Linked DNA regions of Mus musculus: region 2 is linked to region 1. A link is a contact called in public Hi-C data. All regions are on one chromosome and are shown on one strand. The core of a region is the stretch at or near the end of the contact, and the rest is flanking DNA. Distances in the headings are between cores, read along the strand shown.

Region 1 (5,958 bases), core at 2,779-5,278:
TTATGCATTTTATGCCTTTCCTGGAGTTCTTCATGGCTTGACTTGTCTAAATCCCCATCACTTGTAAAATGCTGAGCTTGCTGGGGTCAAGTATAGATATCCTATCATAGAGGACTCCTCTCTAAGACCATTAGTTACATTTTTGAAGCAGGTTCCCAACAGTTGCTACATTATCAGTGAAACTGCCATCTATAGCATATTGTGTGCCTGGCTAACACAAGATCCTGTGAATGCTATGTTGAAATCAAGAGCTGAGCTATCTATCTCATTGTCCTGAGTTACCCACTTGCAAACCACTTAAAACAAGGAATTATCACCATTGATGCCCTTAATGAAACTTCTATATGGATCAAGTTTATACACTGGAAAAATATAAGGATATGAGTTCCTTTTTGATAGCTTGATGACAGGGAACTCCACAGATGGGTGAGAGGTGAACAGGACCATCTGTGTAGCCCCTCCTGTCAACAACAGGCTGCATCTATTCAAACACACCAGGCTTGCCTCTAAACTACTTGCTTTGAGGATGCATCTCAACCCAAGCATCTCTGCCTCCTGACCTGAAGTGGCACATATGCTAATTCTATGGTGGTCTGGTAGCTTTAAGGGTAACTCACTAAAATCTGGTAACAATCACCTAAAATAAATTGGAGATAGTTGGAGATAGAAGTTTGTAAAATGCAAAAATGGCTTTTGTCCGTGAGCTGAGTGATATGTAGTTCAAATAAAATACTTCAGAAAGGAGAGGTAGGTAGAGAAATATGTTTAAAGCCACACAGGGTAGCTTGGGTTCTCTCTTGGCTCTCTCCTGGTGTTTTTATGTGCATGTTCCCCCTTACTTTATTGGTGGGCAGACACTGCAAGTGGCCTGGGGAAAGAGAGGTAACTTGACAGGCGTCAGGTATATGAAGCAGGGAAGCACACACCGGAACACAGCAAGCCAGCGCACCAGGGAGCCTGGGAATACTAAAGCAAACTTGCTGAGCATGCACTACTTCTGTCCACAGGACATAGTCTTTTTGAGTACTTGGCAGCTTTTCATTCAGAATCAGAAGTCAAGGGTCTCCAGAACTTGATGAGATTTCCAAAGGACTCCAGTGGCTAACTCGATGTTCTTTGTGTCCATCAATAGTTTCTTCTCTCAATGGCCAGAAGAAGTGTGTGGGAAAGCAAATCTTTCCTTAGATAATGCTTTGTGAAAAGTCAAAACATACAGTGACCCAGAGGCCCCTCACCAGAAGGGTATCTGGTTTCTTTTGCCTGTTTCTTAGCTCTGTTTAGCCTCTCAGCTATCCCCAAGGAAATCAGAATATTGCTTCCCTCTCAATAGTATCCATTCCCCTCCCATTTCTTTCTCTCCCTTTCCCCTCCCCTCCCCCCTCTCACACACACACACCTGTGTGTGTATGCACGCACACATGCACCTGCACATATTCTCACATTTGCTACCTTCTTTCCATTTTTAAAATTTTGCCAATGATGAAGTGTGACAATTGGGACAGAAATACTTCTAGAAGCTGATAGCAAGAAAGCAGGTTTCAATGTGAACCTTTGATAAATGTCTCCCATCCCCAGGGAAATTTTAACTCTTCTCTGTACAAAGCATGCCATCTCTTCCCTAGGGCTGTTCAGATGTGAGTCTGTGGCTGTAGCAGCCCCAGCGTATATCCAGGATAAGCCCTGGGCATCTTATCTCTCACACACAATGCTTCCCAGGAGTGGGGCTGTTTTTTTTTTTTTTTTTTTTTTTTTTTTTTTTTTTTTTACTTAAGTTCCTGTGCTATAATGAGCTATGGCCTTGGACATCTCAAAAGAGCCACAGAGAGAATCTTGTCTTACAATATGTGGACAGCTTGAGACAGGCTAGAAAAACAAGCAAGGAAAGAGGAAGACTGCAAAGAAACACATCCACCTTTCACTCATTTGGGGTAGGAAGCCCATTCAAGTACTACTGTGAGATAAAACAGAAACAAATTTGATTGCTTTTTCACAGTCTAGGAACCAATGCCAGTTGTGTGACAAGAATCGTGTTGTCCACTCCCAAGACAGCTGTGCTGGAGAGAAGGAAGAAAATACCATTATAGAGAGATAGAAGCTACAAAACTAGTGGCTGAGGGATTGTCATTTATTAGCCGCTCAAAAGTCATCTCGCTGATGACCTTGAGACACTCCACACCTACATGTATTTATAGCCAACACCAAATTGTCTCTGCCACAGGGAGCTGCTACCAAACTGTTCTTTGTTGTGGCAAAGAGCAGCAGATTAAGTTCAAGTACCTGAGCTTTCCAGCTTCAGCTGCAGTTGATTTGCTCCAGCCACCTCTTCACTGTGTTACACAGCAGAGCCATAACTAGCAATAGAAATAAAGAGCTGGCTCTGCTTGTAGGTGCCAAGCATGAGGCAGAAAGCCCATCTCCCCCACTGTTGGGTAAGGTGAGGATGGCCATTTATGGTTATGTAGGATGTGCGATGAGCAAGGTCCCTAGCCTAAGAGGTGACTCAGTGCTGGGATCCTACCATAATCTCTGCTTGTCAAGAAACATTGGGTGGGGGGCAGATCATATGTATTTCATTTAAGGTTTTAGGAAACACCTTTAAAATATAGCATGTATACCAGAGAAGGCCTAAGTCATAAGTCTTAGGCTTGATTGCTTTTATCTAACTAAACGTACTCACCTATTCACCACTGGGGTAAAACATGAAATGCTAGTAGAACCTCAAGGGAGTCCCTCCAATGGGCATCTTTTAAAGAGTTTGAAACAAGACACCATTGCTTTATTATTAAGCCATTGCTCATGAGGCTGTGAGGACCATAAGGACACTTGCTTTCTTTAGGTCTGCACCTAAGCACTCTATAGAACAGCAAAGTCTAGTGAAAGTGGTCAGTCCTTGGGAATTTACCATAGGTTAAAGAATTACAACTGTGTGCTGAAGAATGTCTCAAGTGGGGAGAGACTCCTTTTTCTGTTCCCTCTGCCAGCTTCTCTTTCTTATAGAACATACCACATAATATCATGATCAGGATAGGAAAGAGAGGGCAAGAATGGGAATCACGTTGCTGAAGGGGCAGGATAGGCAGAATGTGTAACAGGCCAGAGAACATCCCATCCTATGTGAAAAGCAGTCTTGAGCCTGGGTGTTGCCAATCAGCCAAGCTGGAATGGTGGAAGGAAGTCCTGGTCTGGTAGGTGGAAGGGATCACCATCCAGGCCTCTTCAGTATCCTCATATAACTTCTTGTGGGCAGAAGGGAAGGATGTGATATGGTCAGACCCATGCTCTTTGAGACATGATGCTCTCACCTCATATCAACAATGGCCTCTCAAGATGATCTTCTCAAATAATACACTCTCTGCCTTTCTCCCCAAAGACCGTAATTTGAAGCCCATTGCTTTGTTCCTTGGGAAAAAGTTGGGAACTCTCATCGAACAATAGTTGTATAAATTACAGCTGCCATTTTTTTAAATGATATTTTTTTTTATTTTCTACCTGATGCACCTTTCCCAAAGGTTTCAAGTTAGAGGGCACCTGGGATGCCTAATGAGTAGCCACTGTTTGGCCAGGGATTGGACCTTCAGCTAGTAGAGTGGCATGTGTGGTGTCACATCAGAGAATCTACAGCAGGAAGTGTTCCTTCTTTTTGCCCCAAATGTCCAGTGTATGGTCCAGTGAACGATTGACAGATATGACTGTCCATAACGAAATTTTGTCATTTTGTCTGTCATTTTCTTTATGGACTCGTTGAATGTTCACACTTAATGACTGCAAAAGTGGCGACTTCAGTGCAAAGGGTATGGGTCTGGGCCAAGAAACTTCAGCATTCCCAGCACATGGCTCACACCGAGAATTCTATCAGACTGATTTTCATGAAAAGGTGTGTCAGGCTGGTTCACCCTGTGCGGCTGCACACCCGGAACACCTGTCCGACTGTAACTAGAGGAATATTTCTCATAGTCCAGAGCGGAGTCTCCCTGCCAGCACCGGCCGTGGCTTTCAGCCCATTCTCTCCTAGCAAAGCTGCTTAGTCCTTAAATCGCAAGGAGTTGGTTTTCAGCCAGGCAGCAGCGGGGGTGGGAGTGGGGGTGGGTGGTAGAGACAGGACTAAGCAGGGCATTCTGCCCAGTGCTAGCCAGAGTCCCATCTGCTCCAAGCAATAACTTGTTCAATATGGCAGCCTTGGTTGGAGCTTCTCTCTGTCTAAGCCCCTCTGCTGCCTGTTCCTTTCTTTCTGGTCATCAGTCACCTGATAAACTACTTAAGTCCCGATCTGATCTCTGAAGCTGTTTTCAGGGACTCCTGAACAAAACAGACAGGGTCCTTACAATGTATTTAACTCCGAGGTGCACCCCAGGAGGCACTGAGGAACTGCTATTTGACTATACGCCCCCTTCCAGGAAGTGTGCATTTCTTTTATGAGGAGAAAAGAAGAAAATGGCTCCAACGCCTGAACTCTCTAAAATATTAACAATCCTGACTAGGAGCCAGGACTGGGCTAAGCTGGTTTGCACAATGTTATGTTTTGAGTGGATCCTTAAGAAACATACTGGAGACTCAATCCCACTATAACAGTGTTAGGAGGCGTTTCTCTTCAGAAAGCTTCACTTCCTCCCTCCTCTCTCTCCCTTCCCTCTGTCTGCTTTCTTTCCTACCTCATCATCCTCTCATCCTCTCTTGCTCTTTTCAGTCATGGAAGATGCAGCAGAAGGCCCTTGCCCTTGGCCAGCCTCTTGATCTTGGATTTCCCAGTTGCTAGAACTGTGAGGGAGTACAGTTCTATTTTTTTAATAGATGCTCTGGTCTGTGGTATTCTGTTATAGCAGTGCAAAGCTGACTAACACACAGAGATTATCTCATTAATTCCTTGGCAGCTTCCTGGGAAGACTGATACAAGTAGTGCCTCCCTGTGGAAAGAGGCAACCGACTTTTGAATGTTATACTGCTATATGGTAAGGTTCACATTTGAGTCAGTCATTGGTGACCTGTACACAAGCTCAGAACTCCTGAGTGGTGGGTGAGGCCTAGTCGAACTCACTATTGCCTCAGGATTAGCAAACTATGCTGATATGAGAGCCCATAAGCACACTACCTAAGGAAACCCCAAATCACAGGGCTCTTAAGACATCTCTTCATCCCATGCACCTGAAAAAGGCTCCCCCTCACCTAAGGTCACGGGTTTATATTCATTGCCACCAAATCTCACCTTTTTAAGACATAGCTCATTTCAGGATGTCAACGTTTTGTGACCCTATTTCAGCTCTCAAACAGTTAAGTCAGAGTTAATTAGCCGTGATTTCAGCAAAATCTACATACTAGATATTGAAGTCACTAAGCTCATGGTGTTTAGTGTGGTAGTTCAGTTTTGGCCAGTGATTCAGGGACAGAAATTATATGCATGCTTTCTTGGTCTAATTTCCCTTGTCACCCGATCCCCCATTTTCTCTCTTTCCCTACCTGTTAAGCATAAGGGAATTCCTGAGGAGCCAGCAAATGGCAAGCTGAAGGTATAAGGCCCTCAGGCTTCTGAGTCACTGTGTGGATAGGCGCTTGCTGAATACTCACTGTGTGGATAGGCGCTTGCTGAATACTGTGGAGTTGTGGAAATTTGCAAGAGTGATAAGTAGACTTCTCTGTTAGTAAACTACTAAAATCTATTAAATCACTTATGATTAGCATGGATCAACAAGACACTTTTTGTTTGTCCTTCCTTCTAGGTTTATGGTGTCCCTAAGGTGGGTTTTGATGGTTTTAGAGACTTGATGCTAATCATTTAGGAGATGCTGGGAACCATAGGGAACCACCAGACTCAGCAGAGGTAGCATGGGCAAATGACAGATGTGGGCTGCAGCTTACAGCAGACAGTGTGAGCTCATGCAAAGGTCTTTTGGCAAAGGCTTTCCTCCTGTCCATTTGTTCACCCGAGAATTGCTGTAAGCAATTAACAGATCCTAATAGGACCTA
Region 2 (5,428 bases), core at 790-3,289, 130 kb before region 1:
TTCTCTGAGGAAACTAGGCTCTGAGAGCCACAGGGAAGCTGTATGTCCCACTCTAACCTTGGCTTCAGGCTCTAACCTTGGCTGCCCAATAGTCTCACACTCTGGCGACTTCTGAACAAATCCCTGAGACTATTAGAGAGATAACAGCATTCAGAAAGGACAGTGGCTCTGCCAGGATGCTCCCTGGCATTAGAATGGACTCCTGAGGTTGACTTGGGTATTCAAGGCTCCTCTAGACTACAAAAGCTCTAGCCTGCAGGAAGAAAGGCAACACCCTGAACTGTGACAACGATGAATTCTTTAAGTAGAAAATTTTTTTTTCTTCTTTTCTTTTCTGCCTTTCTCATTTATCTCATTTCCTCTGAGGCACCGCACATTCTAGTGTGGATCAGTAGCTCTCAAAAGGAGGTGTGTGGGGGAGCACTTTCAAGCTCACAGTTAACATTGTTAGGCTTGCTAATTTCCTATGTGGAACTGGGGTTCAATAATCCATCAACCTGGAAACCAAGTAACAGTGGCTTCAGGATGGAGACCTCCAATCACACTGCCCAAGGCGCCAGTGTGGGTGAATTCCAACATGATGGTCCCTGCCTCGGCTCCATACTTCCATCTTCTCGATATCAAGTAGAACCATCGCAAAGGAGTTGCCAGTCCTACCTGCCCTGCAAAGAGCCCGCAGACGCCAATGATGCACAGGATGTTGAACACGGCAGAGCCCACGATGGTGCCAACTCCCACATCACCCTTTGTGATGAAGACTCCTGAAACACAAACCAACACCAATCTGGCTGTAGTGGTCCAGCTGCATCCCAAGGACATTCGAAGGACATCTCCTAGTTCTAGACTATACTGAGGATCCAGAGGAAATAGGCAAGTTTTGGAGGGAGTTTTTGAACCCAGAGGTTAGACTTTTCCTTAGTAGCAACGTCCCTGGGTCTAGGAAAAGTTCGCACACAGTTAAACCAGTGAATGGCCACAGCAGAGTGGAAGGTTCTGCTTGGGATCTATGAAGTTAATTTTTTATAAGTGGGAGACAACTCAAATTTGAGGACCTTCTTCCCTAGAACCCCTTTTTCTTATATAGGTAAGGGCTGAGACATTCTCTTAGCATCACCTACCTATGACCGACGTGAACAGCTCTGGGGCCGAGCTGCCTGCTGCCATGAATGTGGCTCCTGCCACATCTTCACTGAGGTGGAGGCGCTGCATGGGAGCAAAGACAAGACAGGTGAGATGGGATCTTTCCTTGGGAAACACATGCCTGTGGCTCCTGAGGTCCTAAGCACGGGGACTTCAGAAGGACCCAGGGGCTGGGTTCAGTCCCTCTCACTATCCCTCCACTCAGAGCCTGGCTGCTCCTGCTCTCTGCTCAGCATCCTCACTTGCAAGATCAGCAGGGACTACATGACTCTCATTAGCCAATGTCCTTACAGAAGATTTAGGAGTCTGTAACCCAAATCTATCAAGAGGATGTCTAGTTGATAACCAGGAGGGTGGAGTAGCGAGTCAAAAACATCCTGGACAGCGGCGGACAGCCATTTTCTTTCTAATGGCAGCTGTGGTCAGCTCCCTTGGTGTCTGCAGACACTGATTTTAGAAGAGATGTGTGTGATCTAGAGTTGTGTGCAAACACCATGGCTGTTATAGTGCTTTTGAATAACTTCAATCTCATAGCCGCCAATTTGCGAGAGGTTAGTAGATCCAGGGAGTAGTCACTGTCCTGAAGCACACTCCAAACCCTCGACCTTCAAACTCTGGGTAGCACGTCATGAGAGAAGACTTGAGACAGACTAGAAAATAATGCAGCCCATTTCCCCCAAATCTCAAGTCACCCTGTTGGTTAAACGGGAAGGTGGTTTTCAAGAACACAAGATGAATGTACACGAGAGGCTGGTTGGTGTGTTTAGCTTTCCGGAATTCCACCGTGGCCCAGAAAGTAAGCTGCCAGCGGTTGGGAAGCAGCCAGTTCCCTTCGGGCATCAGGGCAGAGACTTCCAGTTTCCACTGCCAGCCTTCTTTCTTTCTTTCTCAGCAGCACCAGTGGCTGCACTTCCATGCTTGGCCACACAGAGGCAGTGTGGCCTTGGAGGTGCTACAGATAGAGGCATGCTCACCGTTGAGGTTCTCATGGGGTACTGAGGAGACCCTGAGATGGTACCTCAGCACTAAAAACCTTGGCTGGTGCGGAAGCCCCAGCACTGGAATCTCAATAGATGGGGATGGCGGGAAGACAGCAAGCCAAAAATGAGCTCCCGGAATCGCCTTGAGTTGCTGTGCTTCCCTTCCAAGATCTATGGACTGGTAGTAATGGTTGCTTATGAGGCTTGGCCATATGTCCAGTTTCACTCTTGCTTCCACATCTCCTTCCTTTCCACCCTCCTTTATGCCTAATACACTCCAGCCTGGCAATACTGCACTGGCCTCTTAGAATCACTAGTCACGAGGTCCTCTTGCTTCTGCACTGCTAGCGGCTATGATGAGGGCCAGGGAGAATTTTCCTAAGCTTCATCCAGAGCGGAGAATAATTCACCACAGCTGGACACCCTGGGCTCCCCAGGAACAACAGGTCCTGTCATTCTCATTTAGATCCAGTGGCTCAGGTATTCTCTGCTTGTTCCTAAATGAGCCCTTTCCTTCAGGCCCCTTTGGTCCATCCCTCCACACAGCCCTGCATGGGTACCAGGGCGGAATCTATCACTTGATTCCTTTTCTCTGCACCAAGTCCCCACTGGCTTCATCCAACTGTCTATGAATGCAGTCAGCCTTTGAGATCAGTGGGGTTAGTCATACTCAAACCCAAGCAGTGTTCAAATTTCATATAAAATACTGCAGTGTTTGCATATAACAGATACATTTTCCCATGTTCTGTCAATCATCTCTAGATTGCTAACAATCCCTAACACAATGTAAATGCCATGTAAAAACCTGTATTGTCCAGGGCATACCAATAAGGAAGACTCTCTGTATCTGCTCCATACTGATCCAAATTAAAAAAAAAAAAAGTTGGATCTCCTAAGCATAGTGGTGCATGCTTTTAATCCCAGCACTCATTCAGAGACAGGCAGATCTGTGAATTCAAGGCCAGCTTGATCTATACAGTGAATTCCAGGACAGCCAGGGCTGCACACAGAGACCCTGTTTTGAAAAACCAAACCAAACCAACCAACCAACCAACTAAACAAACAACCCTCCACCCCCAAACCCAAAACAACCACAATAGAAAGAGTTGGATCGGTTTGATCCAAGGTTGAATGCCTGGCTGTGGAACCTATATGGAGAAGGTGGAATGTTGTGGGTTACTCAGTGGTTTCTAAGCCCACAAATGGCCAGAGCCGGGCTGTGCACTCCCTAGTTTCCTTCCCAGCCTTTGGCAAGCAGCTTAGCTGAGGAAGAGCCTAGCTCAGTGTTTACAGTACTTAGAGTGGGCAGTCTCTCTCCCCCACAGCCCAGGAGGCCCCATTACTGCTTTCATGGCTTCCTGGGTGTCCTACTCTTGACATCTGATATCCTTGTGCAAGCAAAACCTTCTGACCAACCTCAGGCTGCTATCTCATGACCAAGAACGCCGCCACGGTCCTCCCCTTGCTGAGTCTTCACTTGTTGGCTCTTTCTGAAACATCTTTCTGTCTTTGCTTTAGTGTAGCAGAGTCTGAGTCTGTCTATTTACTGTTGACAAAGGACTCTAACACCTTTGTGGGTTCCCTCATGCAACCTCATGACTGTCTAAAATTTAGTGACTCACCTGGCCTGTTGCTGCCATATTGGCTCCTTTCTCTTTTCTGCTTAACGTTTTTTTCCTGGTTTGAACTTGATCCCCCTCCAAGCTATGACTTATTGCACAATGTGGATTTCTTTCTAGAATCATTTTTCACCAAAGTCTAAACAGCATCTCCTTGAACATCTCCGTTTAGCCCAAGTTAATCTGAGAGCAAGCTCTGAGCATACACTATCACCTCTCTGTAAAGGGATTAGGGAAAGAAAAGATGGTATAGAGTCCCAGGCTAGGAAATCCTGCTAAGCTGCAAGAGGGTGGTCCTGTATCACCACCACCCTCCATCCTGTGAAAGAATGGAACTTCAGAGTTGGCCACAGGCTCTCAGAAGACAAACACAGCTCTCAAAGGAGATACAAACTTTGCTCCAGGCATGCCATGAGTCCAGCAACTAGGATGGCTTTAAGTACATGGAGCTGCACTCAGAGATAGGCATGGGGCATGGCATGATTTCTTGTCAACTACTTTGCTCCTAAAACTGGACTGGGATGGGAACAGGGAGCATTCTTGGAAGGGAGGCCCTTCATCTGCATTCCTTCTCCCTGGATAGCTGTGTACCCCAGAGGCAGAGCCAGTTTTGACAAAAACCTGTTGTAAGTGGTTGCAGAGTTGCAACAGGTAAGAAGACGACCCAGTGGTAAGCTCAGACTGACCTGGACTCCATTCCTAAATATCTGTGTGGCCACTGGTGGGATGCTCTGAGTCCCTGCATTTTTGTCTCTTGATTTCTAGAGGGAAGCTAACTGTGGTTACCTGGTAGAATCCTAGACGTGGTTAAAGAGAGAATAGGCACATTTAACCCATACTGACTTAGCTACACAGCCAGCTTCCTGTAACCCAGGGCCCAGTCAAAACAGTATCTTTATCCCATCAAACGTTTTCTTTCCTTCCTAGCTTTTTGTAAAGTCTCACTCTACTCTCTTCTGTCCTGCCAGCTACTTTGTTTTTTTTCTCTCTAGAAGGATGTGTGTGTCCTCAAAAATTCTATGTGTTTCCTTATTGGAGGGTACAAGTTGATGGCTGTATTTAATATTTCTGGGGTGCAATAACTACCTTTGTTATTGACAACAAAAGAAACTTTTCTGGGGAAAGGTAGAGCCATTTTGCTTTGTGTAAGTGTGAAGTACCAACTGTTGGTCAGTGGGCCCTGTGTGTGCTCTTCAGTCACTGACACAACTAATCATGGGTGGAAAGCCAAAGTGAACCTGTATTCTCACTAAACATGAACAAGCTTTTCCTTCATCATCTCCCTCTGAGGAGTCTACTCTGACAGATCCTTCCATGCACTGAAATTGTGCGTCATCTAGATATGGTTGGAACTTGACAGTCCTCCACTACTCCAGTAAGAAGGGAGTTGACCATCTGAGGATTTGGAAACCACCTGCCATGAATACTGAAGGAGCGCAAGTGCCCCCACTAAGGACTGAACGTTTTCTTGCCTTTGACACAAGGTGAGCCTATTCCCAGGCTGGATCACTGTGACACTCCTGTCCCCACTAGAATACAGTGCATTTCAGGTGCCACTTTACTTTCTTTGATCTACTGTCACTGCAAAGAGGAACACACTTCCGTAACCTTTCTAGGATCGGTGTGCAATGACTGCTTATCCCTAAGTACAAAATGAACAAACGTCCAAGGCTTGGAAGAAACAGCCTA

Evidence for each region. Hi-C and Micro-C count contacts between places; a contact is called where the count stands out from the background.
Region 2: a contact with region 1 is called in a Hi-C map of cerebral cortex, with 2.5 times the contacts expected there. The contact joins two enhancer-like sites. A contact is called at or near these places in 6 of 484 Hi-C or Micro-C datasets (adipose-derived mesenchymal stem cells, brown adipocytes, cerebellar granule neurons and 3 more).

The regions. Positions count from the first base shown.
Region 1 is chr2:145,381,676-145,387,633 of GRCm38.p6, reverse strand. All of the region lies in intron 2 of Slc24a3 (solute carrier family 24 (sodium/potassium/calcium exchanger), member 3), which reads right to left. Among named protein-coding and RNA genes, the nearest start is that of Gm52528, 23 kb to the right of the region's middle. Within about 2 kb of position 4,028, at least 28 of the 459 cell types and tissues checked have an H3K27ac peak or open chromatin away from gene starts, as enhancers often do. A contact at or near this core is called in cerebral cortex, where this site is marked.
Region 2 is chr2:145,514,177-145,519,604 of GRCm38.p6, reverse strand. Slc24a3 (solute carrier family 24 (sodium/potassium/calcium exchanger), member 3) reads right to left here. Exons shown (of 17, transcript NM_001356497.1): 5 at 1,119-1,203; 6 at 658-761. Among named protein-coding and RNA genes, the nearest start is that of Gm14092, 38 kb to the left of the region's middle. Within about 2 kb of position 2,039, at least 60 of the 459 cell types and tissues checked have an H3K27ac peak or open chromatin away from gene starts, as enhancers often do. A contact at or near this core is called in cerebral cortex, where this site is marked.